4 separate regions of the Mus musculus genome follow, and all the other regions are linked to region 1. The links are chromatin contacts, called in public targeted proximity ligation maps. All regions are on one chromosome and are shown on one strand. The core of a region is the stretch at or near the end of the contact, and the rest is flanking DNA. Distances in the headings are between cores, read along the strand shown. Region 1 holds the start of Fads3 (fatty acid desaturase 3). Region 2 holds the start of Stx5a (syntaxin 5A). Region 3 holds the start of B3gat3 (beta-1,3-glucuronyltransferase 3 (glucuronosyltransferase I)). Region 4 holds the start of Mta2 (metastasis-associated gene family, member 2).

The links.
Region 2: a contact with region 1 is called in a targeted proximity ligation map of pancreatic cancer cells. A contact is called at or near these places in 2 of 39 promoter capture datasets (hippocampal neurons and pre-B cells), 1 of 130 datasets of targeted methods (pancreatic cancer cells) and 1 of 9 other capture datasets (adipose tissue).
Region 3: a targeted proximity ligation map of pancreatic cancer cells shows a contact between it and region 1. A contact is called at or near these places in 1 of 39 promoter capture datasets (embryonic stem cells) and 1 of 130 datasets of targeted methods (pancreatic cancer cells).
Region 4: a targeted proximity ligation map of stem cell-derived neural progenitor cells shows a contact between it and region 1, with 4 times the contacts expected there. A contact is called at or near these places in 2 of 39 promoter capture datasets (embryonic stem cells and hippocampal neurons) and 2 of 130 datasets of targeted methods (pancreatic cancer cells and stem cell-derived neural progenitor cells).

Annotation. Positions count from the first base shown.
Region 1 is chr19:10,038,045-10,045,593 of GRCm38.p6, forward strand. It overlaps Fads3 (fatty acid desaturase 3), which reads left to right and starts at 3,504. Exons shown (of 12, transcript NM_021890.3): 1 at 3,504-3,912. The coding sequence starts at 3,688. It also overlaps a transcript of Rab3il1 not described here.
Region 2 is chr19:8,737,123-8,744,671 of GRCm38.p6, forward strand. Stx5a (syntaxin 5A) reads left to right here and starts at 4,681. Exons shown (of 10, transcript NM_019829.4): 1 at 4,681-5,375; 2 at 5,732-5,802; 3 at 5,958-6,013; 4 at 6,231-6,301. The coding sequence starts at 5,151. Wdr74 (WD repeat domain 74) reads left to right here. Exons shown (of 11, transcript NM_134139.1): 4 at 532-607; 5 at 726-872; 6 at 1,031-1,132; 7 at 2,144-2,244; 8 at 2,325-2,380; 9 at 2,697-2,842; 10 at 2,974-3,030; 11 at 3,280-3,502. The coding sequence ends at 3,456. It overlaps 1700092M07Rik (RIKEN cDNA 1700092M07 gene), which reads left to right and starts at 3,596. Exons shown (of 2, transcript NM_001177347.1): 1 at 3,596-3,724; 2 at 3,853-4,103. The coding sequence starts at 3,646. The coding sequence ends at 4,034. Mir6992 (microRNA 6992) reads left to right here and starts at 5,849; the gene lies at 5,849-5,957.
Region 3 is chr19:8,916,708-8,924,256 of GRCm38.p6, forward strand. B3gat3 (beta-1,3-glucuronyltransferase 3 (glucuronosyltransferase I)) reads left to right here and starts at 3,686. Exons shown (of 5, transcript NM_024256.2): 1 at 3,686-3,941; 2 at 5,099-5,273. The coding sequence starts at 3,860. It overlaps Gm36629 (a long non-coding RNA gene), which reads right to left and starts at 5,135. Exons shown (of 3, transcript XR_003952913.1): 1 at 5,043-5,135; 2 at 4,902-4,953; 3 at 1,892-4,610. Ganab (alpha glucosidase 2 alpha neutral subunit) reads left to right here. Exons shown (of 24, transcript NM_001293621.1): 24 at 1-35.
Region 4 is chr19:8,937,968-8,945,516 of GRCm38.p6, forward strand. It overlaps Mta2 (metastasis-associated gene family, member 2), which reads left to right and starts at 3,953. Exons shown (of 18, transcript NM_011842.3): 1 at 3,953-4,415; 2 at 5,498-5,565; 3 at 6,046-6,139. The coding sequence starts at 4,388. It overlaps Eml3 (echinoderm microtubule associated protein like 3), which reads left to right. Exons shown (of 22, transcript NM_144872.1): 16 at 495-562; 17 at 1,061-1,149; 18 at 1,221-1,318; 19 at 1,450-1,537; 20 at 2,612-2,710; 21 at 2,936-3,066; 22 at 3,163-3,615. The coding sequence ends at 3,366. Gm10353 (predicted gene 10353) reads right to left here and starts at 4,423. Exons shown (of 4, transcript NR_165499.1): 1 at 2,685-4,423; 2 at 479-582.

The sequences.
Region 1 (7,549 bases), core at 2,254-4,753:
CTCCTGCCCCTAGACTGTGGACATCAGCATTCCACCTTCTGCCTCCGTGAATCTGATTCCTCTAGAGATTTGCTGTAAATGGAAGCAGCATACTCATCTTCTAGTGACTGGCTTGTTTCACTTAATGCAATGTCAATATCCATCCATGTTGTAAGATGACAGGATTTCCTTTTAAGACTTGGTAATATTCTGATGTATGTGTAACAGCCCACTGTGTTTATCCATTAATTGGAGACACACACGGGTTACTGGTACCTGTTAATGTATATGCAAATATCTCTTGGAGACCCTGCATAGAGTCCTTTGAATAAATTACCGTTAGTAAATTTGCTCATATATTAGGGATTTTTTTTGTTCTTGTTTTTGTATTTTTAGAGGACCCTCCGTACTTTTTCCATGATGGCTATACCATTTTATAGTTCTACCAACAATACTCCAGGGTTCCAACTTTTCTGCCTCCTGGCCAAAATTGTTTTACTGGTTTTGGTAGTAACTATTCTAAGAGACATGAGGTATTTGCTCCCTGGACTTTGATCTGTGTCCTGAGTAGTGCTTTACAGTCTTCTCACCTTCACTGCACATTTCTGTGTGTCCTGCTCTTACCAAGGGTCTGTGTTCCACCATAGTTGCCGATAGGCTTGTCGTTGCTGGCCTAAATAGTTTCAAATAGCCTTTACATAATCCTGTGGTGCCCATGGCCTCTGCCCCTCCTTTCTCAGAAGAGTTGTACCCCGGACTAATAACCAAGCTCATGATAAGGTCTGTGACTCAAGCCAAACCCTAGAGCTCTGACTTGTGCCCCCCCCCCTTTTTTTTTTGTGCTTTTGCTGCCTGAGCTCCAGGACTGCTCTTTCTTGGTGGCTTCAGAGCTTTTTCCTAAAGCCACTGCTTGCATATCCAGCTTGTTGAGCCTCCCTGGCACTGTACAAACATATCTTGGCTCCAGGACAGTAGCTGGTGGCTCTGTAGGGGGTGGTGATTTCAAGGCATCCAACCAGAGGCCTGGGTGGAAGCTTACAACAGTAAAGAATCCAGCTGGGACAGAGGTAAGGGGCTGTATTCAAGGCATTCCAGGGGACTCTCAAACCTCAAGCTCGCCCCCTGCCCCAAAGCACTTCATTTGGCTGGCTTCCCTCTGCCTCCTACACTCGCACACCCTGGCAGTGATCCAATGGCAGCTCAGGAATGTCGAGTGATGCCTCTCCCTTTCCAAGTGGTCTGAGAGGCCTCAGCTGCCCAGCTTTGGGGATTTGGGGATGGACAATGGAGACTCAAGTTCCTCTGACTCCCTACAAGTTGCAAGTTCTCTGGGGTCAGAGATGGGGGGGGGGGGGAGAGAGAGAGAGACATCTAGAGATGACCCTAAGACCTACAGAGAACTAAAGTGGGAAGCTCTTTGTGTGGGAAGTGGAGAGAAGTTACTCATAGTTTATGCTTTATGGAAACACACATCTAGATACAGGTGGAAAGTCTACCACCTGTAGACTCCATGCTGGACTGAAATGGCCAGAGAAGGCAGCATAGTTAGGGCCTATCCTTGGTTTATCTCCCAAGTCTGCCCAGCCTCCACTTTGGTGTCCACCCCTAACTGCCTCCCATACCTGAGGCCAAGATCCCAGGGAAGGAGCCCTTGAATGGCTCTTGAGCCAGCCACATCTTACTGAGCGAGAGGTGTGAGAATGAATCAAGGCCACACCCTATGAGCATCCAAGTTTGGATACAATAGGTGTATTCCCTGGGAAGCATAGGCTTTCTCTATCCCAGTCCTCACTGTGACCATGTGGGGGCAGCAGTACCTGCCATCCTCTTTGGCCAGGGCTCCTGTATCCCCAGGTGTGAAGAAGAAAACATGTTCCAGGATTTTGAAGAGCCTTCATAGAAAGGGATTGAACAGCTCCTGTTTGTGGCAATATCTTGGGCTCGTTGGTCCTGGCTAAGCAAAGCAAGAGTTCCTCAAACTAGAGAGAACCAAGAGGCTCCTTTCTTCAAGCTCTGGTCTGCCTGTGATACACGTCATGGATTTTCCTTCTCTCTGAGTTCTGCAGCCTAAGATGGAACAGGAGTAGATTGGACATGTTCAGAAAAGAATTCTGGAAGTTTCCCAAATGTAAGACTGGACTGTGACACCCTCCTCACTCTCCATGGAGGCAGTGTGTACGTAGGCTGCCCCTGATGTCACCTCTCCTCATCTCACAGGTCCCAGGTATCTAACCAACATTCTTTAGAGTATTGCTCGCCTCTGCTTTCCTCCTTGTCCTGTGTATTTAGGCCTGTAATAGTTGCATCTGGAGTGAATGCTTTCAGCCTTTTTTAGTCTTATTGTTCCCTAAACAATGCAGTGAACAATTATTTATAGAGCATTTACATCACATTAGACATTATTAAGAATTCAGAGCTGACTTAAAGTGTATGAGGGGATATGTGAAGGTTACATGCATATACTGGTTTTTTGTAGGCAAGAAACACAGGTTGGTTTTGTTATCCACAGGGGTGCCTTAGAGGTCAGGTCACCTACAAATCCTTAGGTAGACCAAGAGGAAATGTTTGCACATTGGAAAAAATACACTTTAAGGTTCTGAAAAGATTTGCTCCCAACAAACAGGTCTGCCTCACCTTTCTGCCCTGAGTCACACTAGGGTGGTGTGCGGGAGTCTGTTTTAACTAGCCCTCAAGGAAATTCTGATGGACCTTCAAGTTTGCCAGTTGTGAAAGCTTTTAACTTTTAAGGAACTGATGTCTGTCTCAAAGAAACATCGTACAATTGGGAACGTAGTTACACTCTCAAGAGGATTTGAATTTAATAAGTCAAAAATGTGACACCATGAATGGGGAGAACTGGGAGGTGGTGACAAGCAAGCCACCCATTGCAGACTGGACCATTCTTTCATCTCCTGAACGGCAGACCTCCACGCAGCAGTGTCCTCTGCTCCTCCTCCAGTGGCCAACCTGGGCATCCCCAATCCTGCGTACAGCCAGGAGGAGAGGCCATCTGCTCCTGCAGATTGCTTTAGATGGCTTCCTCGCGTGGATATTGAGGGTTTACTGGGGGATGAGGTCCATTGTTTGGTGGCTGTTGACAGTCACCCCAAGGTAGTGTCCTCATTTCTAGCTACCTGGGATGCCTGGTTAAAGACCGGTGACGTCCCTAACTACATTTCTCAGCCTTTCAGGGCTCAGACTTGGGCTCATTTCGGGCCCCTGCGGGTGTGCCTGGGCGCAGCGGCCTGCAGGACTCCCGTGCGCGCTGGGTCCCCATCCCCCGCCTTCTCAGTTGAGCCGAGAGTCCGAGAAACTGGGGGGGGGGGGGGGCAGTGCCCCGGGGGCAGTGCCGGGCGTGGTGGCCCCAGGCCCTCGAGGGTGGGGCAAGCCCCTTCGCGACACCGCCCTCCCCGGGCAGCCAATAGATGTGGAGGCGCCGCGCCTGGATTGGAGCGAGAGCGGGACTGGCCAGCGCGGGGGCCGGGACGAGGGGCGGGCGAGGCGAGCGCTGTCAGCGCGGTTATAAGGGAGGGAAAAGTTCCCTGCGCGGAGAGCCGGGCAGGCGCACGCTCTTACGGCGGCCGCAGCGGCAGGGCGGGGCCGGTGGGGCGGGCGGAGGAAGACCCCTGATTGCCACCTCGCCTCCCTCAGTGTCTCTCTTAGACCTTGGTCACGTACCGGGGTCCGGAGGACTTGTGTACAGCGGCAATGGGCGGTGTCGGGGAGCCCGGAGGGGGACCCGGGCCGCGGGAGGGGCCCGCACCGCTGGGGGCGCCCCTACCCATCTTCCGCTGGGAGCAGATCCGCCAGCATGACCTACCAGGCGACAAGTGGCTGGTCATCGAGCGCCGTGTCTACGACATCAGCCGCTGGGCACAGCGGCACCCAGGGGGTAGCCGCCTCATCGGCCACCACGGTGCGGAGGACGCCACGGTAAGCTAACCCACAGCCGGCGGGGTGGAGCCTGGCACTAGCGGTGGAGAGGGAGACGTTGTTCATAGGCTTGGCGTCTCATTCCACCTGCGGACCTTAGCATCCTTTTTGCTCTTTCTGACCTTTGACCCCTTCCCTGGCTCCAGAGTTGAGATGGAGCCTGAGGGAAGGAGGTCTCTTTCTTTCACGGAGGATGGGCTGTTTGGGTCAGTCTGTGGAATAAATAGATCTCAGGGAAGAATGGGCCCCCAGAGGTGGGTGTGCCGTGAGGGGCAGATTCTGCCCCAGGTAAGTACCCTCACTGTTGTACTGAGGGTTTCTTTTCTGCTCTGAGTGTCACAGACTATTTTCTGGTGCTTCCAAGAGCCTGGGGCAGGGCTGGGTCCCTAGCGATAGGGACGTGCCATCAGAAACTGGGGGCTGGGCAGCAGAGCTTGGGCAGGGCCTGGAGGTCTGTGGCTTATCCAGCACTTGTGTAGACTGTTCTGAGGGCCAGTGACTCACCTCTGCTGGGCTGGCAGCTACACGTGGGAAGACTTTGCCAGGCTGGGTGGGCCTCCACGGGAAGCACAGTCACCCCAGTCACCGACTAGCCCCTGGGGACTCTGGCTTCCCATTCTCAGTCCGTGTCTAGACAAGAAGGGATGGAACTGGCCTGAAGGACTATCTGGCTAGAGCCCAGTGGTGAAGCAATTTCCCAGACCCTTCCTCCTTCAGTCCCACTCCATGGACAAAGGTTGAGGCCATGGTGCTCTGCCCTCGACTATCCAAAATTGTAGGTTAGTCACATTGGGTACCCGGAAGGTCTTTAAGACTGGAGGGAATGATTCTCTAGTGGAAGAACTTGGTGGCAGCAGAGGAGGTTCTCTGTGTCCCAGGACTGTCATTGTCCCTCTCCTCCCGGATTCACTCCAGGCAACTGAGAGGGATAAGAATGAGACAATTCCTGAAAATCATCAACCTGTGGGCCAGTGTGTGTGTGTGTGTGTGTGTGTGTGTGTGTGTGTGTGAGCCTTCCTTCTTTCTACCAGAGCATGATGGGCATGAGGTGCCACAGCCCCTCCCACTGAGCCCTGGCAGTCCTGTGAGGATCGTGTTGTAGCGTAGGACAGAATGCTGGGCAGGAGAGGAGGACAACAGAGAGCACTGACTGCTTTTTCTTGCTCAGGGCCAGCCAGGAGGCCCCTCCTACATGGGATTTCTAACTTTATATTTAGCTCAGTGCCCCGAGACCTCCATCTAATGGTTTTGCTCCAGCCACCATTTTGATTCACAGCCAGTAAGGTCTGTAAAGAAAACATCACTCTACATCTTGTAGTAGGGTTCTAGCTCTGCCATTGAAGGCACTCAGAGGTAATTCCTCTGAACCTTAGCTTTGTCATTGGACGGGTGGGGAGAGCTAGGCTATATAGCAAGCCAGCCAAGGGCAAGACCACACCTTCTCCACCATGCTGCTGTGTTGTAGATGTTTGTTCAGTAGCTGCTCTTTAGACTATATGTATGCAGACTGGAGAGTGCAGTGGGACAGTCATAGCACTCCCAAGCCTTTTCTGGGAGAGCTTGTCTCTGACCCTGCCAGTAATAGGAAAAGATTGCTATAGGCCCCAGACGTTGGGGTAGAGTTGCTAAAAATACCTGGTGTACTCAGGTCTCAGGGCCGGGAGGGGTCTAGGTTCAGAAGGCCCTAGCCTTTGTCAGTGATGGACCCACAAGGAATACTAGGAGTTGAACCAATCCAGTGCCCCATGTGGTCAAGTCTAGATGCCAGGTATCCCATCCCAGAATCTGAAGCTCAGGTTAGGGGTGAGATGTGGCTGCCCACTTGCATCAGCCCAGCCACCCATCAGCTGTTCTCATGTCCAGGCAACAGAAGCTTTCCTGCCAGGAAATTCCCAGAGTTCTTGTGCCATGAAGTCAGCTTGTGGCCATCCTGGGATACAGAGCCTGTGCCCTAGGGAGAGTACTCTGGGCCCTGGGCCAGGTTTGTCTAAGAGTCACAGGCAACCCTGAGATGAGAAGAGGCAGCCAGAGAGGTCTAGCCCCTGCTGGTCATAAATATGTGAGAGTCACATACCAACCACCTACTATGTGCTAGATTCTAAATCAATGCTTGCTATTGATACTGTTTCTTAATCCTCAGGATACCAACCAGCGAGGCAGTTTACTACTGTTATCCCACTTTACAGATGAGAAAAGAGATTCAAAGAAACAGTGAAACTTGAAACAGTGGCAGGTGTGGGATTTGAATGCACAGCCACACTCTGCCCCACGTTGGTTCCTCAGTAATGGGACTCCCTGAACCCACCCATGAATATCTCCTGTGTGCTCCTCACCCCCTGCCTCTGCAGATGCAGCTGTGAACAAAACATTTTCAGGGAAGGAGTGTGCAACAGATGCATCAGCTAGAGCCAAGGCTCGGAGGTGGGACCATGCCACCCATACCTAAGGAACAGAGCATGGCTGTGCTAGAGAGCAGCCACAGGGAGGGGAAGTCAGAAAGCAGACATGCCAAGCTCACCAGATATTTTTGTTTTTAGGACTTTGGTTTATTCTAAAGAAGGAGGAGATCCCGGGAGGGCAGAGCAGGGAAACCAAAGGGGTCTGATGTATGTTTAAAAGGATCTCAAAAGGGCGGGTTGGAACTTAGTTGGTAGACTGCTTGCCTAGTGTTCATGATGCCCTAGGTTCCATCTCTAATGCTGCATAAATGTGGTTGTGGTGGCATCCACTTGTAACCCCTGCAATTATGAGGTAGACACAGAGGATGGCGAGCTCAAGGTTGAGCCCAGCCTGGGACACATAGGACTTTGTCTTCAAATAAAAGGATCGTTGGGGCTAGAGAAATGGCTCAGAGGTTGGGAGGTTAGGTGCTGCTCTTACAGAGTATCTGAGTTCCGTTCCCAGCACCTATGGAACTGGTGGGTGGGTCACAACCCCTTGTAACTCAGGCTTCAGGAAAGCCACCATCTCTGACCTCTGTGTGCACTGTCATTTATGCGGACGTATTCCCCCCAACACACACATATTCACATGCAAATAAAATCACCTTTTAGAAGTGCAAAGGCTTTAAGGTAAGGTAAACAAGTTAAGGTAAGCAAGATGGGGACCTGCCCTCTCCTTGGGGAGAAAGTTCAGAACAAGTAACAGTGTAACTTGGCTCTAGTTACGCTTGAATGTAGTCAGGGTGTAAGGTCTGAGATATGTGAATACTAATAGGGACACTAGTAGGGGACATTAGAATTAGCTCCGTAAGCTGAGGATATGGCTAAGTAGTAGAGTAGCTGGCTCAAGGCCCTGGGTTCAAGTTTTAACAAAGGAGCAAAACAACCCATTGAGCCCGGCATTATGGCGCAGTACCTGGGAAGTGGAAGCAGGATCATGCAGAGTTGCATAGCGTCCTCAGTTACACATGGATTTGAAGCCATCCTGGACTATGTGAGATCCCTTATCAAAAGCTCAAAATGCTGCGGTTTTCTCTGTGTTACCAAGGGAAGGAGCTAACTTGTCTTACACACACACACACACACACACCAGTGTGACAGGGGTAAGAATGCTTTCATTTGGGTTCACTGTAGGAAACGGTGATGGGCACCTGGGTGGCTGGTTACCATGAGTAATGAAACCCTGTTCTCAACTG
Region 2 (7,549 bases), core at 3,431-5,930, 1.3 Mb before region 1:
AAGTCAAGGAAACATCAGTATACATGTAAGTTTGGCATTGTATTTGGTTGCGATTAAATGGAAAGGGCTTTTGTACTGAGTTGAGATCTTATCTCCTAGATAATAGAGTGTATTGGGTTTGAATAGGAAGTGTCATGGACAGAGCTCTGAGCCTGTAGGAGCAAGGAGTATCACAAAGGCTCTTTGCCACAGCCCAGGCAAGCAATCTAGAGCTTAAGCCTAGGGTGGCAGATGTGTGGAAGAACACAGACACAGTTGTGCAGAGCCTGGGAAACGGCTTGGGCTTCCAGGGAAGAGGTTTATGTTATCGTTGTTTGGGTTGGGTTGTTTATTTCTGGGGGCTGGGGGAGGGAAGGTATGTATGTTTTGTTGTTTAGTATCTCATGTAGCCAGGATGGCCTTGAACTCACTATGTAGCTCAGACTGACGTGGAATTCCAGGTTCTCTCTTTACTCCCCACACTGGTAGCTGTGCACCATAAAACCTGGCTTATACTTTGTAAAATCCCAATATTCTCTTGCTTGCTTTCAGCACCCTTATCACATGTGTGGATTCTGGGATCCTCAGAGTCTGGTGTGAAAATGACAAAGAGGCGTCCTCTGACCCAGTAAGGTTTACCTGTCCCGGTGGTTGAAAGGATGGGAGCTAGGGTAGGGGTCTGATGGGGAATTTGGTAAAGGAAAGATTAAGGGCTTTGAGACTAACTCATCTCTGGTTATTTTCAGCTCTTGGAACTGAAGGTGGGTCCTGGGGTGTGTAGGATGCGCCAAGATCCCACACATACACATGTGGTTGCCACATGTGGGAAAGAAAATGCTTTGAAAGTATGGGACCTACAGGGGTCTGAGGAGCCTGTATTCAGGGCCAAAAATGTGAGTGAGTGATGAAGGGTTGGGGAGATGCTATGTTTGATTGAGGTTGGGGAAGTGAAAGCCACTGACATGACCTAGATGGCTTTGGGGGTATGGAGGATTGGAGGAAACAGGTCAGGCTTATCAAACTTTGTGCCCATATGTACCTTCCACACCAGGTGCGGAATGATTGGCTTGATCTCCGAGTTCCTATTTGGGACCAAGATACACAGTTCCTCCCTGGGTCACAGAAACTTGTCACATGCACAGGGTACCACCAGGTGAGGCTCTTTTTACTCCCGGATTGAAGTAGCTTGAATTCAGAAAAACAACAAAAAAAGTGTCTCCTGATAGAGTAGGTAGGTTGCATGGTGTAACTCTGCCTGGGTTATCAAAGGAGCTCATACTTTCTTAGTCAACAAAGCCCATGGCTGAGCCTACTACTTTCCCCTTACTGCATTCCAGGGTGGAATTCTGAACTCTGGGTTTCTATTTCTCCTTCCTAGAAGGGAAAGCAAAGGGAGTGCTCCTTCCACAGGAGGTTCCACAGGGAACAGATATCATGGGTGAACATCAGGTTGTCTGCAAAACAATTATATAATCCTTCCATGAAGTACTAACCAGGCTCATGAGATCTGACAGTATTAGGCACAGTCTAGCTAGTATGGTCATAGAACTTTGTAGTCCTCATATAGTCTGATTTGCTTTGGGGGCCCCTTTCATGTCTCAGCTCCACCAGTTTTGTGTGAGTGCTTAGCTAGGGATCTTTGTGGCTAATTCCATTTGAAGTTGTGAGACTCTGGCAGGGTTGGGTCACTGTTGTCATTTGTCTAGTCCTGGACATGAAAGTCTGATAGAGGTGCTAGGCCTTTGCTCATAACATGTGAGGAGCTCCCCATTGCTCCCTCAGCAAGATGAAGCGTTCCTGTTCGAAATTCACCATTTTCTAGCTTTTCTATCCCTCCACTGCCCATAAGACTATGCTTATGAGGGCTCCTGAGCCCTTTCCGCAGTATTCTGAGATGAGATTAAGTACATACCTCAAACGAGAAAGCCGTCTTGCCAGGCATGGTAGTATGTCCACTTTAATCCCAGCACTGGGGAAGCAGGTGGATCTCTGAGCTTGAGGCTAATCTGGTCTACATAACAAAAGCCACGGCAAGCAGGACTATGCAGAGAAACAGTCTCAAAACAACAACAAAATAATAGTCTTCAAAAGGATAATGATAAATAAGATATTGGGGGGCCACTGTGGGTAAGGATACTCCTGTGATACTCTAGTTTTCTTTTAGGTCCGTGTCTATGATCCAGTCTCCCCCCAGCGCCGGCCAGTCCTAGAGGCCACCTATGGAGAGTACCCACTGACAGCTATGACCCTTACTCCTGAGGGCAAGTGAGTGGTGAGGGAAAGGGAAAGTGCTCTGGAATGGATCCAGAAGTCATACTGATCCCCCTCTTTGGTATCCTCCTTAGTTCCGTCATCGTAGGGAACACTCATGGGCAGCTGGCAGAAATTGATTTTCGGCAAGGTGAGTGGACCATGGGTTGCTTGAGAAGGGGAGAGGGCAAAGAGAAAGGTCACTACTGACAGGGTCACTGTGCCCTGTCAGTGTCACAGTCACTCTCTGGGTTCAAGTTCCGATTTCACTAAAAACTCTAACCTTGGACTAGTTATTTGATTCCTATGTCTTTGTTTCTTTGCCTATAAAACTGAATTGTCATTGGTAACTCCTGTTTCTAGGTTATTCTGAGGACTAAGTACTGATATGTAAGTGATTTGAACAGTAACTAACTACATATTCAGTGGCTGGTTAGCTAACACCCATGCCCTACATCCTTCTCCAGGGCGTCTACTGGGCTGTCTGAAGGGGCTTGCAGGTAGTGTTCGTGGGCTGCAGTGTCACCCTTCAAAGCCCCTATTAGCCTCATGTGGCTTGGACAGAGTCTTGAGGATACACAGGATCCGCAATCCACGTGGGCTAGAGCATAAGGTGAGCGCCCAAACCTTTGGCACTCGCCATTCTAACTTACCTTTTCTGGAACCTCTCCCCTTTCCTGTGCCCCACATCAAAAAGTTTCCGTCTCAGCTTATCTGGACTCAAAAACCCCTTTTATTTTACAGGTTTATCTCAAGTCTCAACTGAACTGCCTTCTCCTGTCAGGCCGGGATAACTGGGAGGTGAGCAACTAGTTAGGTGTGAGAATTTTGGAGCCAAAGGCATGATGGCAAGGGATTCTCTGTGGAGAGAACAGGAGGCTGCTAGAACACAGGCCGGGGCTTTCTCTTTACTGTAACTTAATTTCCTTGAGGAGTCCTCAAGCCTTTACAGGCTATTGCCAAGGGTGAAGTCCTCCAGAACACGAGGGCATTGGTTTCTAGATTTTCATCCTCTTTCCCTGACTCCTGAATGTCCTTCTTGATCATCAGGATGAGCCCCAAGAACCTCAAGAGCCCAACCAAGTACCCTCAGAAGACACAGAGACAGATGAACTTTGGGCCTCTTTGGAGGCAGCTGCCAAGCGGAAGCTCCCAGATTTGGACCAGACACAAGGTGCTCTCCAAAGAAGGAAGAAAAAGAAGCGGCCTGGATCCACCAGTCCTTGAAGCCCCTTGCTCATGTTGTTAATAAATAGCCCAACGCGCGTACTGATCCTGGACCTTTTGTGATGGGAGAAACGCCTTGTAGGTGGGAGGGGTTCCCTCACCTAGCTGCGGGAGACCTGACATCACAAAAGCTAGGCCCAGAGCTAGGCTGGCTGGGGAGGGTGACAGAGTCCTGCGCCTTTCGGGGCCATGGGCTGCTGTCAGGACAAGAACCGTTGGGCCTCGGATGAGCAAGCAAGGGATGAAGTAACAGAGGATGGCAGGGAAGGTAGGACTAGATACAAAAAACGGGTCTCAGGTCCTGGAATGGGAGCCGGAGGTGCCCCAAAGGGACTGCCCCAGAGGTGGGGCTGGAGAGAACAGAAGTGAATTAAGTGGACCCTGTGGTGCTTGTAGGCAACGAAGTGGACAACTCAGGCCGCCGTAAACAAAGATCTAACGAAAGTCTCCTGATCACCGTGCTGTGGCGCAGGCTATCCATGTTCAGCCGTCGGGAGTCCTCGCGGTCAGGCAAGCAGGACAATCAGATGCAGGAACGCAAACATGAGGGAAGCCACAAGGAACCAGAAAAAGGCTGACTACAACCCTGGTCTTAGTCCTCCCCAACACCAGAGAATAAAGTTAATATTGCGAATCTGCTGAAAACACTTAGGCCTAGGCTTCCAGCTTTAAAGGCTCTGAGACCACACACAGGCTCTTTAAGGCGCCTCTAACCCAGCAGGTCCAGATTTGTTCTCGCACTTCAGGGGCGGGGCCGCGGTGGCAGTCTAACCAATAGGAGAGCGGAGTCGAGTTTGCATGGTAGGGGTGTGTTCTTTCTGTCTCTGGGCTAAAAAAAAGGCGTGGCGCAGCAGCCACGTCACCGAGTTAGGAGTACGTCTAGGTGACGTGGCGGCTCCTGTTCTTTGGTCCGGCTTCCACTGCTTACAAGTCCTTCGAGGAGGCGGCAACGATCTGGGAAGAGTGGCGGTGGTGGTGGCGGTAGGAAACAGAAGAGGTAGGGTTTCGCTTCAGTAGGAGTCCAGCCTCTGTCGTTCGGCTCAGCTCCGGGCAGCGGCTTGACGGGGGAGGGGGGAAGGGAGCCAGGAGTAAGTCCTGCTGGCGGCTCCGCGTAAGCGAATACCTCGCTGTCCAATCAGGAAAGGTCTTGTTAAGGAAAAACTTGGCCCCATCCAATCAGTGGCTGCAGTCTTCCAACAGGCGGAACTTTGACGGAGGTGGGACTTCCTGTTTCAAATAAACACTTTTAAGAGGGTTTTTTCGCCTCCCCCTCCGCCCTCCGAAGTGTGTCCACCTCTGGAGATCGGTTGCTGTTTTCTGTGAGAGGGGGAAGGAAATCACGTATACCAAAGGCAGGATTGAGACCTGGGCTAACTGCAAAGGTCTGCCTGGAAGTTCAGGGCCGCAGGACCAGGCTGTGGCTGTTTTCTCGACTTTAGGGGCCCCGGCCGGAGCTCTGGCAGTCAGAGCCAAGTCGGAAGGAGACTCTGAGGAGGCTTCGCCTTGGGCCTGGAGGAAGCTGACCGTTCTCGCCGTGTCCAGGGTGCAGGATCTGCGGGTGGCCGTGGGCTCCAAAGTCTGTCAAATACGGGAAAGGGCCTGGGGATTTGCTAGTTGAGGGGAGCGTTTGGGGAAAGAGGCTGTCTGGAGAATGACATTCTCCTCTCCACAACAGTCTGAGGTTATGCGACTCGATGATCCCGCGGAAACGCTACGGATCTAAGAACACGGATCAGGGTGTCTACCTGGGTCTCTCAAAGACACAGGTTCTGTCCCCTGCAACTGCTATCAGTAGCAGCAGTGACAGCACTCCTTTGCCCACTCCGGTGGCCCTGGTCCCCTCCCCTCCCGACACCATGTCCTGCCGGGATCGGACCCAGGAGTTCCAGTCTGCCTGCAAGTCCCTGCAGAGCCGTCAGGTAAGAAGCTGGAGTGGAAAGGCAGGCGTGAGCCCATTTAGTTAATGCTTAGGTTTGTTTGGTAGTTGTCTAAACTTAATTTACAACTCTTAGATAGACTAATCTTATCAGTAGGAGAGGAGGAATTGTCTTCAGTAATTTCAAGAATACTTTAAGTAAGTTGCCCTAAATACCACAAAGGATGAGTCAGGATTTAAACCTACATCTAATTTTTTTCTTATCTACAAACCACTGATAAATGTAGATTGTCTGATGTCAACAGCGCTAGAGTGTTTAGTGGGTTATGTGAGGGAGCAGTGAAAAGCTGAGGTAAGTAGTGACAGGAACTAAAGTAGCAACTTTTTGATACAATTCAGAATGGAATCCAAACAAGCAAACCGGCTCTGCACGCAGCCCGACAGTGCAGTGAATTTACCCTCATGGCCAGGTGAGTTGAGAGGGGCGTTGTGGTGGGGTGATACAGTGTCTTAAGTATATCTGCCTGTGATGGTTTGGCTGAGTGGAATTGGTTGTGTTGGAGGTTATGGTAACAGCCTCTTTCCTGCCCTTTACCACAACCTTCTCACTGATGATCATTTGCAGGCGCATTGGGAAAGATCTCAGCAATACATTTGCCAAGCTGGAGAAGCTAACAATCTGTGAGTGTTTGGGAGGCCTTTCCTAGGTGGGACAGTGAAACATAGTACTAGGAGGTGAGGCTCATGGAGGTTTTGTCTTATTTTTTCTATGGTGCTGGGGATTTAAACCAGGGATGTATACCTTAAGGCAAGTGTCTCTACTACTGAACTGTCATCCTAGCTCTTTGAGCCTTGCTATTTACCCTCACCTGTCCTAATGTTTCATCTGTCTCTGCAGTGGCAAAGCGCAAGTCCCTCTTTGATGATAAAGCAGTAGAAATTGAGGAGCTAACATACATCATCAAACAGGTGAGCTGCTAGCCATCAGGAGAGCCCAGCATTCTAATTAGATTACTTCCATCATTTTCCATCGCCATGAATCCCCAGGGTAAGTATCTAGACCCATGTCCAAACACCCTGCTCCTCCATTGAGTCAGTAGACACTTAGGTCATCTAGTATTTATAAAGCACTGTTCTAGATGCTGATGAAACAACTGGGAAGCAAGAGCATTGTCTTCAAGGGCTCATTTTCCTTGAGAGTTACCCAGCATCAAAAGCCTTGGCTTAAAATGAGGTTAGGTGTCAGTATAGAAAAGATCTTACAAAATGATTAATGAAGCAGGATACTGGGAAAGATTGACCAAGGATATGAAATCTGATTTGGACTCAGCTTATGTAGAGGTAGGCTGAGGGGTCTATATGCAGAAATTCAGCCAGATAGTATATGTCTTTAATTTCAGACCTCAAGAGGCAGAGGCAGGTGATTTCTGTAGTGGTAGAGATGTTTTCGTTTTAATCCCAGGTGTAGGTATGTGGGGCTGCTTCTGTCTGTCTGTAGCACCTGATTGTGATTTGCCAGCTACAGATAGTTTCTGTGATTGTGTGATGTTTGGAATTCTGGGAATTTTTCAGAGGGTATATAAATGTTGGGGCCATTCAAGAGGCGGCGTTGGTGGTTATTTCAAGGGGAGTTTAGTAGTCATGCTGGAAGAACTAAGAAAGAAATTAGGTTTACAGATCTCTCTTTTCCCTCTCCCTTCTTTCTCTCCTATTTAGTTGAATGGAGTATGTATATGTTATGGAGGTGGGTGAGGAAGACTGGGAAAAAGAAACCCACAAAGTAGCAAAGGCAAGCTACAGATCTCTGAGTTTGAGGCCAACCTGGTCTGTAATTATGTTGTTTTGTTTTTTTGTTTTTTTTTTTTTAAGATTTATTATATGCTAGTACACTGTAGCTGTCTTCAGACAGACCAGAAGAGGGCGTCAGATCTCATTACGGATGGTTGTGAGCCACCATGTGGTTGCTGGGATTTGAACTCAGGACCTTCAGAAGAGCAGTCAGTGCTCTTAACTGCTGAGCCATCTCTCCAGCCCTGTAATTATGTTTCTTCCCTCCATCCCTTCTACTTTCCAAAAGAAAAGAAAAAAAAGAAAAAAAAATGGGAGCAAAAGATACAGATAGCCCAGAGCAGATTCTTTGTTTTGGTTTTGAGACTGTACTTATATAGCCCAAGCTGGTGTTTTTGTTTAAGACAGGGTTTTCCTGGAACTCCATTT
Region 3 (7,549 bases), core at 2,436-4,935, 1.1 Mb before region 1:
ATCGCTCCAGTAAATAGTGGCCTACCATTTTATTCTGTATAAGCTGCTTCATTTCAGCAAAATGAGCCAACCTGAGGGCGGCTTTAGCTTGAGATGCTAGTCCTTTAGAAGAACCCAGCAATGGGTCTCAGGAGGTGAACTGGTCAGAAAACTGCTTTGTCTCGCAAATATAGGAGCCTGAGTTTGATCCACAGACTCACTGTAAAGAAAGCTGAGTGTGTAAGCCTAATTCTTTTTTTGTTTTTTTTTGTTTTTTTCGAGATAGTTTCTCTGTATAACCCTGGCTGTCCTGGAACTCACTTTGTAGACCAGGCTGGCCTAGAACTCAGAAATCCACCTGCCTCTGCCTCCCGAGTGCTGGGATTAAAGGTGTGCGCCACCACCGCCAGGCTGTAAGCCTAATTCTTGGGAGGCAGAGACAGTTGGATCCTTGGGGCTCTGGCCAGCTTGCCTAGCCTACTTGGTAAGTTCTAGTCCAGTGAGAGATCCAGTTTCAAAACAAAACAAAAGAATAAGGATGGTGCCTGAAGAACACTCAAGATATTTATTAACCTCTGGCCTGTACACATATTCACAGCAACTGTCATATTTTAAAGTGGACATAATAAGTAGTGATCAGCGCTAATGGGCGTCTTTTGGAAATACATACAGGGTCAAATGTTTTCATCAGAAGGCTATTTTTAGTTAATAGCACTTTTTTTTTTTTTAACAGATTTATTTATTATTATATGTAAGCACTGTAGCTGTCTTCAGACAACAGAAGAGGGCGTCAAATCTCATTATGGATGGTTGTGAGCCACCATGTGGTTGCTGGGATTTGAACTTAGGACCTTTGTAAGAGCGATCTTTTTTTTTTTTTTTTGGTTTTTCGAGACAGGGTTTCTCTGTATAACCCTGGCTGTCCTGGAACTCACTTTGTAGACCAGGCTGGCCTCAAACTCAGAAATCCGCCTGCCTCTGCCTCCTAACCACTGAGCCATCTCTCCAGCCCAACAGTATTTTTTAAATTTACCTTTTGATTTAGGGTCTCACCATATAGCTTTGACTGGCCTGGAAGTCAAAAGCTCTTCCTGCCTCCCTTAGAGCTGGGATTAAAGGCTTATGCCACTGAGCCCAACCTAAGACGGGATTTTGACATGTAGCCCACTGGCTTTGAGCACCTGATCCTTTAGCCACAGCCTCCCAAGTGCTGGTATAATAGATAGCATTACCATACTCAGCTTTTAAAAATTGCTTCGCAAGCCGGGTGTGGTGGCACAGGCCTTTAATCCCAGCACTCGGGAGGCAGAGGCAGGTGGATTTCTGAGTTTGAGGCCAGCCTGGTCTACAAAGTGAGTTCCAGGACAGCCAGGGCTATACAGAGAAACCCTGTCGTGAAAAAAACAAAAAAAGAAAAAAAAATTGGTTTGCAATGCTGGGAATTTGACCTATGGTCATGCCCTATATCAGCATTTAAAAAATCCTCCCATTGTTATGTTGAACTTGCTAGCAAAGAGCTGGAGTCTGATAGATTGCCTGAGTTGGGAGTCCAAAGCCATTCTAGACCACAGACCCTTTCAGATAAGGATTAAAAAAAAAAACAAAAACAAAAACAAAAAACCTTTCTGGGAATGGTGGAATAGTTCAAGGACATCCTGAGATCCTGAGACTTTTAAGTTGAAGGCTATTCTGGACTAAGTCTCAAAACTATTGTTGGGAAGATTGGAGAAAGGACAAGTAGTGGATACTTGGTTACAGGAAAAAAAGTTCTGAAATTTTGTTTTGTATGATAGGGTGACTAGATAATTCCTAAATGGTTTTTACAGAGCTAAATGAAAGGAGTTTTAAATGTTTTTATTATGATGTAACATTGAAACAGAAACATAGTTACTGGTAGGAACATAGTATTTTCTTTTGTGAGTTTTTTTTTATTGAATATATGTTGAAACTATTTATTGTTCAGCAAAGAGAAACAGTTTGTGTAATAGGACAGGGTTCCAGGTAGCCTAGGCTGACTATATTTCTTTTCTCCCTTTCCCTTTCTTCCTTTCTTTCTTTCTTTCTTTCTTTCTTTCTTTCTTTCTTTCTTTCTTTCTTTCTTTCTTTCTTCCTTTCTTCCTTTCTTCCTTTCTTCCTTTCTTCCTTTCTTCCTTTCTTCCTTTCTTCCTTTCTTCCTTTCTTCCTTTCTTTCTTTTTTGAGACAGGGTTTCTCTGTATAGCTCTGGCTGTCCTGGAACTCACTCTGTAGACCAAGCTAGAACTCTGAAATCTACCTGCCTCTGCCTCCCAAGTGCTGAGATTAAAGGCGTGTGCCACCATTGCCATGCTGACCATCTTGAGATATAGTGGAGTTTACCTCCACTTTCAATGTTGTCCAGGAATTGCGGACATGTACCACTACCCCAGGTTTTTTTGGTGATAGAAACTAGTGCACATGCTGGCCAGTGGTGGTGTATGCCCCTTAAATCCCAGCAGAGGTAGACAGATCTCTTGAGTTTGCCTAGCTAGCAAAGTGAGTTCCAGAACAGTCAGGGTGGTTAAATAGAGAAACTGAAACCTTGTTTTGGGCGGGGATGGGGGTTTGGGGGTAGGGGTGGGACAAAGAAAAACTGCATATTAGACAAGCTACTTCCTGGACTAAATATGTAAATTGTTACATATCCGTGAATAAAGTATCATTGTTGTAGTGTAGACTTGGTACCCACTTTTAGCTCTGTAGTCACTTGCTGAAGAGAGGTGACCCTGAAGAAACTACAGCTCGTGGAGCGGAAAATCTAGAAGGAACTTTTAAAAATTGTCCCATGGTAATGACATAATTTTGGCCTAAAATTGGAAGGCTGATGAGATGGTTCAACAGTTAGAGCACCAAACCTGAGGTCCCAAGGCTAAAACTCCAAAGTCCTCTGGTCCTCACGAACATGTGTAACTGTTTTCAAATCCTATTTTTAATGATGATTCTTAAACACTTTAACCTCCCTTGTAGTCCACCACCCACCAGAGGTTGTGGAAAATGAAAGATACGGGGGATGTGGACATGTTTAGAAAGATTCTTTGGAGTAGCTTTTGTCTGTTGTCTGGAAATCTGCAGTTCACTTCACAGGCTAGCAGTGGCAGCTTGATCCACTCAGACATTTCATGAATCTATCAGCAGTTCAGTTCGGTAGAGTAGGGATAGCGAACACGAAGCAGCGGTGGCACAACCTAACAGACAACCAGGACAATCAGCACAAAGCAGGAGGGACCAGCAGGAATGCCATTAGAAAACATTTACATCACAACTCCTAACGGCAAAATTACAGTTTTGAAGTAGCAACAAAATGAATTTTATGATGGGGAGGATGCCAAATCATGAGGAACTGTATTAGAGGGTCCCAGTATTAGGAAGATTGAGAATCACTGGAAACGACCTAGCCAAGCACCTGGTGCGTTTTAGATTTCACTCATTGGTTGAACAAGTAATGAACAACCGTTTCTTTAAGCAGCCAATGCTGAGGCTGAAGGATGGTTGAGTGAGTCTAGAAAACTCAGTGACAAGGGTGGAGCTTGTGCTCAATTGGGAGCTTCAAGATGATTATAGAGCTAGGCCACACAAGCTCTTGGTCAGCCTGCCACGACCGCTTGACCCAGCGGATATAGCGTCAACGCCCTGAATGGCCTACCAGGAGGCGGGACCGGAAGCTGCCTGTGGGAGGGACGCCACTAGCCGGAAGTGGTCCCAGGTGTCGCTCAGAGTCCCGCGTTCCCGGGAACTAGTAAGGGAGCCTGGGGAAGGCGGGGCGCGGCCCGGGCGGCCGGGGCGGGGCCGGCGGGAGGGCGGAGGGCCGGGCGGACCTGTCCCTGCCGGTCCCGGTGGACCCCGCCTGCCCCGGTGGCACCGGCCATGAAGCTGAAGCTGAAGAACGTGTTTCTTGCCTACTTCCTGGTGTCGATCGCCGGCCTCCTCTACGCTCTGGTGCAGCTCGGTGAGCGGGGCGGGGCGGGGCGGTGTGCGGAGGGCCGGCCCAAGGCGCTGGGGATGAGACCCGCAGACAGCGGCTTCCCGCTCGCTCAGCCCTCGGGACAGCCCTCGGTGACCCCTTGTGTAGAACTCTCGGCAGTCTGCAACTCCGCGGATACCGGTCAAGCCCCAAATGACCCCGCCGCCGCCAAGCAACCTATTTTCCACCCTCCCCTTGCTCTGCCTCTCAGACCGGCTTGCTGATAGGTTTTTGAGAACCCCCTGGTTCATTGTCCCCTCCAGCTTTTGACCAGCTGTGCTCTCCCCACCTCCAGGCCATCTATTTCTCATCCTGGTTTTAGGCCAGATGTCACATCAGGACTTCCCTGACCACCTTAGCTCAAGTAACCCTTATTAGTCTTGATCTCTTTTAATTTTCTAAGTGGCCCATATCACAATTTGTAATGACTTTATTAGTGTCTACCTCTTCCACTAAAGTAGCTAGGGAGTAGGGACTGCCCCCCCCTTTTATTCAATAAATATTTGTCGTGTAATGGAATCTGTGAACTTACTGACAAGTCAGTGGTCACGTGACCACGGAGCGCCTTGAATCCAGCCTTTTATGTGGGAGCTTGGTAAACGCTTTTCAGGTAGTGCCATTACAGGAGAGCCTCTAGTTCAGACTGTTATATTCCTTATGTGTGGAAGGTAAAATTAGGATCAGAAGGTAGAAAGGACAGAAAGGCTGACAGATAATCGTCGAAATGTACTAGTGAAAATAGTGGCAGGGCTGAGGGTGTAGCACAGTGGTAGAACACTCACAAGTGTAAGGCCCTGGGTTGGAGCCCCAGCAAAGAAAAATAGAGTGACAGATGGAACTGGTTAAAATTGAAGAGTTGAATGTTGTGGCACACCGTTTGGGAAACAGGTCAGTGGGTTAAAGGTCTGAGGTCAGTCAGCTTGGAGCCATTATAGCAAGACCTACCTTAAAACAGTAACACAGTAACAGTGAAAGGTGAAGAGTCTCTGACACCATTCTAAAAAAAAAAAAAAAAGCAAGTTACAAGGGAATTTCTGTATTGGCTAGGAATTAAAAAGAATTGGCCTGGGTTTTTGAACTACTTACTATCCTGTGGTTCTCTGTCACAACTTGCTCACCCTGTTGGTGCTTCCTGGTACCAGGCCAGCCTTGCGACTGCCTCCCTCCGCTTCGAGCTGCAGCTGAGCAGCTTCGGCAGAAGGACCTGAGGATATCCCAGTTGCAAGCTGATCTCCGTCGCCCACCCCCTGTCCCAGCCCAGCCCCCTGAACCTGAGGCCCTGCCTACTATCTATGTCATTACCCCCACCTACGCCAGGTACGGCTCTGGTACACTCAGGAGCTCTGTATTGAACAGGAAGAGGGTTAATGATGAATCTGGGGAGGCACTGAAGTATGGGGTGATGCTTAAACTAGAGCTTGCCAAATGTTATGAAAAGTGATCCGCATCTTTAGTCAGGTTTGTGGGAAAATGTCTTTTTCCTTTAAAAATAGACAAAGGAGTATTAGGAAGTAGATTACCGAGTTATTGCAAAACTTTAACGACAATTAAGTGTGAAAGAAAATTTGAGCTTGCCATTGAATGAACTCTTCTTAGGAATCTTTTGGTTAGACTGTCTCAAAGCTAACACACACACACAAATACTCAACAACAAAACCAACAAACAAACAAAACCCCAAAAATTTCTGATTAAATTTAGAAAACAGGGCTAAGCAGGTTTAGTCAAATCCTTCCTTCCTTCCTTCTTTCCTTCCTTCCCTCCTCCTCCTCTTTCTCCTCCTCTTCTTCCTCTTCCTCTTCCTCCTCCTCTTCCCCCTCCTCCTCTTCCTCTTCCTTCTCTCTCTCTCTCTCTCTCTCTCTCTCTCTTTCTTTTTTAGAGTCAAAATCTTGTTTAATACTGAGAAAACCCATTTTGAAGTGTGGTTTGGGACCAGCAGCCAAAAAGCCCTTCTGTCACCATGTCTTCAGCATACCTTCCTGGACTCATTAACTTACACCACCAGCAGCTCCTTGAGCATCAAACTGATGTTAACCACGAGGAAACCCAAAAGAGGCAAACCACTCACTCCCGGTGCATAGCTGGGCAGAGATTGTGTGCATCTTTAATCCCAGCATTTAGGAAACAATGGCTGGAGGATCTCCTCTAGAGTTTTAGGCCAGCTTGGTCTATGGTCTAGGTAGTCAGTTCCAGGCTAGCCAGAGCTTCACAGGGAGATCCTCTCTCAAAATGAAGAAACAAATAATGTTCTCATTTGGAGAATGACTGGGATTTCCTCTAAAACTCCTCTCTGGGAGCCTTACCACAGAAAGAAAAGAACCTGGCCTGTAGGGTTTCATTTTTAATTTTTATTATTTATTTATTTATTTATTTATTTATTTAGGTTTTCAAGAGAAGGTTTTTCTGTGTAGCTCTGGTTGTCCTGGAATTCACTCTGTAGACTAGACTGATTCCCCTGCTTGTGTCTCCCAAATGACAGGATTAAAGGTGTGTGCTCACTACTGTGCCCAGTTTCCTAATCCAGCTTGATTCCTAAGTAAACGTGAGACTCAAGTCATTTCCTAAAGTGTTTTACTTGATAAATTGTATTGCGCCAGTCATGACATGCTGACGCATGCCTGGTAATCCCCAGTACTGAGGGGCCTGAGACAGAGGGATTGGTATGATTTTTGAGGCCAACCTAGGCTACAAAATGAGATTCTGTTGTTATTTTTATTTTTTGATGCAAGGTTGCACTGTGTAGCCATGGCTGGCCTTGAACACCTCTCTGCCTCTGCCTTCCGAGATCTGGGATTAAAGGCATAACCAACAAACCAGCCCAAGATTTTGTCTCTAAAAGCCCAATTAGTTAAAATAAATTAGAATTAGTAACTTTGTTTACTTCTTTACTTCTTCAATTAAGTGTATGTTTTTGCCTGAGGGTATGTATGTGCACTGAAAGTGTGCAGGTACCAAAAAGGGCTAGAAGACAGGCAGAAGCGCAGATGCGAATCCCCTGAACTAGAGTTACAGGTTGTTGTGTGATGCTAAGGGTATTGGGAATCAAACACTGATCCTCTGCAAGACCATCAACGTCTCTTAACCATTTCTCAGGCTCTCGTTTTTCCTCTTTTCTTTTTCTTTTCATTTTCTTCTTTTCTTCTCTTCTTTTTTTAAAATTTGAAGTAAGGTCTCATACTGGCTGGCTGGTAGCTTATTGTGTAGAACATGGTCTACACAGTGAGTGGTCTATACTCACAAAGATCTGTCTAATTCTGCTTCCTGAATGCTGGGACTAAAGGAGTGTGCCACCATGACCAGCTTATCTAGTTTTCCAGAACTATATCTTTGTCTGGGGGTATAACTTAGTTGCAGAGTGCTTGTGTAGCATGTTCAAAGCTTTGGATTCAATCCCTAACACTGAATGATAGTGTAGCTACACATAATGGCATACTTGTAGTATCAACACTCAAACCAAGCCCTGAAAATTGCTGAGTTTGAGGCTAACCTGGGCTACAGTGTGAAAAATGTCTCAAAAAGCCAATAATAAAACTAATAAAACTGTTACAAAATATTTATCTATTTTTTTATTTGTTTGTTATTGGGGATTGAACTG
Region 4 (7,549 bases), core at 2,703-5,202, 1.1 Mb before region 1:
TGGGAGGATCCTTTAAAGTTACTAAGATGACAAAGTGACATCCAACTTCTCTTATTAGAAAGCCATCTTCTTTTCTTTTTTTCTTTTTGTGTGTGTTTTGTTTTGTTCTGTTTTTTTTGTTTTTTCAAGACAGGGTTTCTCTGTGTAGCCCTGGCTGTCCTGGAACTCTCTGTAGACCAGGCTGGCCTCGAACTCAGAAATCCACCTGCCTCAGCCTCCCAAGCGCTGGGATTAAAGGTGTGTGCCACCAATGCCCGGCAAACTTTTATCTTTAATTAACATTTACATAATACTCAGTTTTGACTGTGACCTAGGCTCTTTCCTCCCCCAACACCTTGATTTCCATCTGAATCCTCATGTCTCTAGAATTTCAGCTTATACTTTCATGTACGTTCTACTACCCCTTCCTCAACCCCACCCCCTGAAGTCTCTCTCCTGATCTCATGGGCCCCTTAGAAAAACCATTTCTTCAATTTACCTTTTTTTCTTCCCAGGAGACGGGTTTATGTGCTGACTTCCACCCAAGTGGGGCAGTTGTGGTTGTAGGACTGAACACAGGGAGGTGAGAGAATGCCAGACCTCCTAGGAAGAAAAGCAGGGAAGTCTAGGAAGGGTTCTTGGTAACGGGGACAGGGACAAGAGGTGACCAAGGCTAACTAAAGTGTTGAACCACACCTTTCGGGTGCTTCTCTGTAACCCAGGCCTCCCCTCTCCTGCTGTCACCAAGTCTTCCCCATGTATACTCTTCAGTCTGGTAGCAGCCCAGGATGGGGAAGCAGTGGGCTTGGGAGGGGTGGATGTGGGTGGGCGAACAGGGAAGTGCCAGGCTGACTGACTCCACAAGGTTTCTGTGGTTGGCCTGGTCTGCAGTTTCTGACTTCTTTCTCAGGAGACATCAGAAGCCCCTCAGCACTTCTATGCCCTTAGCCTCATCCCATCCCCCAGCCTCCTTCCAGACACCACAGCCTGATATTCTGTCTTCTTGCTGACTCTTTGCTCAGAGCCTCCCTGGGGGTAGGCTCACATCTTGCCTCCTTGCTTCCTTCCCTTTTCCTTTCAGGTGGTTGGTTTTGGACACAGAGACCAGAGAGATTGTATCCGATGTCACTGACGGCAATGAACAGCTCTCAGTTGTCCGGTACAGCCCAGGTGGGAGCCACCCCCACCCTGGACCTGGGTCCTGCTCTGGCTCTTCTTTATCTGAATAAGTTTCTTTGTAGATGGGTTGTACCTGGCTATTGGTTCCCATGACAACATGATCTACATCTATAGTGTTTCCAGTTGTGGCACTAAGTCCAGCCGCTTTGGCAGATGTATGGTAAGGATGCTGGGGTGGAAGGTGGGATTTGTTAACTGTGGGCACAGTAACAGGGGTTTGATGCATTAAGGGCTAGCCTGGGGATGGGAAATGGTAGCCATCTTGTCAAATTCTTGACTCTTATTCCCCAGGGGCACTCCAGTTTTATCACTCACCTTGACTGGTCCAAGGATGGGAATTTCATCATGTCCAATTCTGGGGATTATGAGATTCTTTACTGTGAGTGGCAGGGAGATGGGGATCATTTAATTTTTTTTTTTTTTTTTTTTTTTGCATCAGGCTGGCTTAGAATTCTCTATGTGGCCCATGCTGTTTTTGCATTTGTCATCCTCCTAATTATGTCTCCTAAGAGATTATGTGGGTGCCGACAGGAGGTTTCTAGTCAGGAGGGCTGATGGTAGTAGAGGAACATCAAGCAGAGGGGCTGATGTGGAGGGAAATGGAGGTTGGAATTGGACATAGGGATAACCCGGTAAGTAGGTAAGCTACAGTTTCACACTCTATCTTCTCCAACAAGAACTCAAGGGAGTTGAAAAATGGACCAGGCATTGTGGTGCATGCCATTAATCCCAGCACTGGGGAGGCAGAGATACGTGGCTGGATCTTTATGAGTTCAAGGCCAGCCTGGTCTACATAGTGAGTTCTAGGGCAGCCAAGGCTGCATAGGAAGACTGTGCCTCAAAATACAAAACAAAGGAAAGGCCAGGCGTGGTGGCGCACACCTTTAATTCCAGCACTGGGGAGGCAGAGGCAGGTGGATTTCTGAGTTCAAGGCCAGCCTGGTCTACAAAGTGAGTTCCAGGACAGCCAGGGCTATACAGAGAAACCCTGTCTCGGAAAACCAAAAACCAAACCAAAACAACCCCCCCCCCCAAAAAAAAAAAACCAAACCAAAACAAACCAAAACAAAGGAAAAAGCCGGCTGCACCAAGAAGACAGTGCTTTAGGATAGCTCCTTAGGGCAAGTGGGGGAGGGGCAGCTGATGAGAAACTGTTAGTGCTTTATCCAGAGGCTCTAGGCATGTCTAAGGCTACATTCTCTGTTTCTGAGACAGGGTTCCCTCTGTCACCTGCGTTTGTAGACCAGGGTGGCCCCCAACTCAGAGATCTGTCTGCCCCACTAGGACTGGGATTAAGGATCTGCACCATCATGCAGGCCTAACTTAAAGCCAAGCCAAGTCAGTGAGAACTTGGGAAGCACACAGTGGGGTTCATAGTGGACGCTATGCCTATGATCAGTTCATGTCGTCAAGTGAGGGAAGAATGACGGCTGAGTAGGCGATTTCCACCTAGGGGATGTGGCTGGAGGCTGCAAACTGCTGAGGAACCGCTATGAGAGCAGAGACCGGGAGTGGGCTACCTATACCTGTGTGCTGGGCTTCCACGTCTATGGTGAGCCAGGATCTGGAATCCGTTAGGAGGGCTGGGGAAACAAGGAAGAACCCATTCTGCCCTCAGAATCCTGGGCGTGTGCCACCTCGGGGTGGGGGTCATAGTGGCAAATCCAGGCTAGGAGGCCCCTTGGGATTGTCTGGAGCGCAGTGGCAACCTGAAGACCTGAAACACTGCAACTCTAGGTTGTGGTAGCAGCCTGACTCAGGCCACCTGTTGTGTTAGGTGTGTGGCCTGATGGCTCTGATGGGACAGACATCAACTCCCTTTGCCGCTCCCACAATGAACGGGTGGTGGCTGTGGCAGACGACTTCTGCAAAGTACACCTCTTTCAGTACCCATGTGCTCGAGCCAAGGTGAGGCTTCAGGGGACCATTGGGCCCAGGTGGGTAGGTTTGGTACCCTGCCATTGCTGCAACCAGTTGTTTTTTTTTTTTTTTTCTCTCATCTAGGCGCCAAGTCGTATGTACTCAGGCCATGGCAGCCATGTGACTAGTGTCCGGTTCACGCACGACGACTCATACCTTGTCTCCTTAGGTGGCAAGGATGCTAGCATCTTTCAGTGGCGAGTGCTGGGGGCAGGGAGCTCTGGGCCCGCTCCTGCCACACCATCTAGAACGCCCTCTCTGTCCCCTGCCTCCTCCCTGGACGTGTGATTGATGCTGGATGGTCTTGTCCCTCTGGTACTGTGGTCTGGCCCCACCCTGGCCAAAACCCCTAGGACCAAGGACAGTCTTTTCCTGTGCTGGCTTTTTCTTTGACTTCATACATTCCCAATTGCGCATTTTTCTGGAGGGGCTAACCACCCCACTGCACACAAAATAACAACAGACTTGCTGGCTGAGCCAGGCAACCCAGCTCCGACACCCTCTGCTCGGTGAGGGGCAATAAAAAGAAAAAAGTAACTGCCTGGTGCTTTTGTGCGGCGGGTCCCCTCAGGGGCCCAGTTGTGTTAGGATGAAAGAAAAAAGTGCAGGGCGGGAAGAGAAAAGGGAGTTCAGACCAAATATGCAAATAACAGGCAAAGCGGCTTGCAAATAACCTCAAGAAGAGTGAGGGCGCGCGCGCGCCTTTCGACGCCACTGCCGGGGAGCTGCTAGGACCCATAGTGCAAAGAGTTAATTCCGGCTCCTCACCGCCCTCAGGGGCGGGGTCGAGCTGCAACGGAAATAACCGAGCGCGAGGCCGCGGCTGAGCGAAAGGAGCCGAGTTCCTTCCGGAAGTGGCCGATCTGCGGGGTCTTGCTCTCCGACCTGAGCCGAGCGCTGGGCCTTGTTCTCCGGATCGGCCGAAGGTGTTCCGGAAGGAGGCGAACCCGGACGCGGGCAGGGCAAACCTTGCCAGCGGTTGGCACCGCACGACGTCTGCTGGGACTCGGTGAGGACGCTAGGAGCTGGAACCTCACTCCGGTCAGGCAGGAATCGAGCTCGTTCCGGAAGAAGCCGAGTAGACCGGAGCTGGCCTCGGTGTCCCGGCGTGAGGCTATAGCAGTGTCGTCGTCGCGCGGGCAGTGATGAGCCGCGGCGGCTGAGCGAGCAGAGGTGCCGGCTGCTCGGGCCCCATCGACACTTCCGCGAAGCGTCAGCCACGCGCTGGGGGCTTCGTCTGGAGCTGAGCTTTGCCCCCGCGAGCCTCCGGGACCTCTTTGTGTGGCCGGAGGCGGCGGCGGGAACGGCCATGGCGGCTAACATGTACCGGGTGGGAGGTGAGTACCCTGAGCGGAAGAGGCTGAGGCCGGGATCAGGGAGACTCGGTGTCCGCAGGCGCGGGGGAGCCACATCTGGGGTCGTGTGGGCCGCGGCACCGACCGGAACCGGAATCAAGAGCCATGGTTCCGCGGCGGCGACGCTATCGGGCGCAGAGTCTACCGCAGAGGCTTACCTGCAGCCGTAACGGTGCTCTTGAGACCTGTGACTGGATCGCCGGGCTGGAAGTGGCCTTGGCTTTGGAAGGGGCCCGAGTGACCCACCGTCCGGCCAGCCGCGCTAGGGGCTAGGCGCGCAGGGGTTTTCTTTTCTGTGGCGGCTTGTGCGTTCGCGAAGGTGGGGCCTGAACAGTTTACTCAATTCTCCTATACAAGGATGCAACTTGAGTGCAAAGTTGTATGGACTCCAGGGAAATTCTTGTTCTTGTTTCTTAAGTCTCACTTTTGAGTGAAGATCTGACTTTAGAACTGGGTGTTGCAGGGGTAGGGGGTAAAAACTCATTTCCTTTTTCTTCTTTTTTCCTTGTTTCTTTTTAGACAAGGTTTATTCTCTGTGTAGTCTTGGCTGTCCTGGGACTCATACTGTAGACCAGGCTGTCCTCGAACTCAGAGATCCGCCTGCCTCTGCCTCCTGACTGCTGGAATTAAAGGTGTGTGACACCACTGCCTGGCAAAGTATTTCCATAATATCTCTTTTCCTTCCTTCCTTTTTTTTTTTTTTTTTTTTCTTTTTTTCTCTCTTCTCTTCCCCCACCCCCCATTTCCTTTTTGAGGCAGGTTTCCCCCTTGTTTCTTTTGAGACAAGGTTTCTCTGTGTAACCCTGGCTGTCCTGGAACTTGAGCTGTAGACTTGGCTGGCTTTGAACCAAGAGCCTGCTTTGGTCTCCCAGACTGCTGGGATTAAACGCATATGCCACCACTGTCCAGCTAATGACTAGTACTTATTTTCTTAACTCTCTCCTCTTGCTCATCTCCACTTCATCTCTATCTAGAATTTTGTCTCATTTTGGTCCACACAGAGCGACTTTTTCATCTGGGTGCCCTCTCCTCTGATCCTCTTGTTTCTTCCCCACCTCCTACAGATTACGTCTATTTTGAGAACTCCTCCAGCAATCCTTACCTGGTTAGACGGATTGAGGAGCTCAATAAGGTGAGTGGAGTTGGTTTTTTTTTTTTTTAATGATACAGGGTCTCTCTATTATGTAACCTTGGCTGCCTGGAACTTGCTGTGTAGACCAGGCTGATCTTAAACTCATGGAGACCCTTTTCATTGGTTCTGAAATTATCTTTGAGTATTAAGTCTTTACTGCTAAGTTTTTCTAGCTCTTCTACTTAGACCCTTAAGGAGATATTGCTTTTGACTCTGCGCACTTCCACTCCCCCACCTCCCCCCAGCACCTCCACTTTCTTTTGTTGTTGTTGTTGTTTTGTTTTGTTTTGAGACAGGGTTTCTCTGTGTAGCCCTGGCTGTCCTGGAACTCATTTTGTAGACCAGGCTGGCCTTGAACTCAGAAATCCGTCTGCCTCTGCCTCCCGAGTACTGGGATTAAAGGCGTGCACCACCACACCCGGCATGCATCTCCACTTTCAAATGGCCAATTTTCCTTCTCGGTTTTTCTCCCTCCTTTAGACTGCAAATGGAAATGTGGAAGCAAAGGTTGTCTGTCTTTTCCGGCGAAGGGATATTTCTAGTAGCCTCAACAGCTTGGCTGACAGTAATGCTCGTGAGTGTCTTCATTCCTTACCCATCTCCCTTCCCCAGGATCTGAGGACTAGACATGTTCCTGCAGGTGTTTCCCCTGGCAGCATGCCCAAGGGAGGGTGTGAGTTTGGGGGGGGGTGGGAAGTGCCTGGTCTGCGGAGGGAGGCCTGTTGTTACACGTTGGGGTTGGAAGCAGGGCGGGCAGACCATGATAAGGAAAGCCAAAATGAGGCTTATGTGTGTGAGTGGAGAGATATTTAGATAGGAAATGAAAAGAGCTTTAGAGAAGCAGGCACTCGGGGACATTTTGGGTACTTTGGGACAGTGGTTAGTGAGTGATGGCCAAGGTGAAGAGGAAGATACTGTTTTGAGAAGTCTGCATAACAGAGAGGCTTATGCTGTAGTCTGGAGGCGATGCCAAAACATTAATAGAGATGATAAGCTAGGAGCAGTTCTCTTGGACTTCCCTGCCTTCACCATTTTTCCTCTCCATTCCAGTTAGTGTCATTTTTACTTATTTTTGCTTTGTCTGCATTTTCTCTATGATCTTTATATTGTAATTTTTTTTCACTTAGTTTTATCTTTTTTCTTTCCTTTTTTTTTTTTTTTTTTCTTTGTCAGGGTTTCTCTGTGTAGCCCTGGCTGTCCTGGAACTCACTCTGTAAATCAGGCTGGCCTTGAACATAGAAATCTACCTGCCTCTGCCTCCCTGGTGCTGGGATTAAAGGCGTGTGCCAGCACTACCCGCATCACTTAGTTTTCTTTTAACTCCCTTTTTCCCTCCTAGATTCTTTTTCAGGCTGCAGTCATGAAAGGGTTAATGAACTGGGCCTACCAAGTTTCCTGGCCCTTTGGGGTTTCCGGCTCCATCTGGCAGGGGCTGACCTTGGCCTTATCCAATCAGAAGGGGTAGGGGTGTGGTTCTTTTTGCCCTACCTCTGGGTTTTCCTAGAGCACAGAGAGACACGGACACCCCCACCCCAAATCTGTACCCCCATTTTTCAGGGGAACAATGCACCGATGAGCATGTGCCTGAGGTTTCTGTCTTCTACTTTGGTTGGCACTTAGCCAGGTTAACTGTTTCTACGGAGATTTCAGTGCAGGCCTCTTGGTGCCTCTTGGTGAGGAAGGTGTTGGCACTGGTTTCAGAGTTGCCCTTCTTGAAAGCCCACAAACTATTATTAGCCAAGTAGAAAGAGAAGGAGCATTAGGTTGCATGTGATGTTTCAGACACAGCAAGGAGTCCTGAAGTATGAAGAGGAGCTGGTAAATAAACAGCGACCATGTGTGCTATTTTTACTTCTTCTTAACTGGATTTTAGGACCTCGGACTGGTTGTGCAAGAAAGAGCTAAATATGATGTCACACTGTATTATGGCTCTGTTTGTGCTTTCTGCGTGTTGGCAGCTAGGGTTGGGTGCATTTCTGTGGTA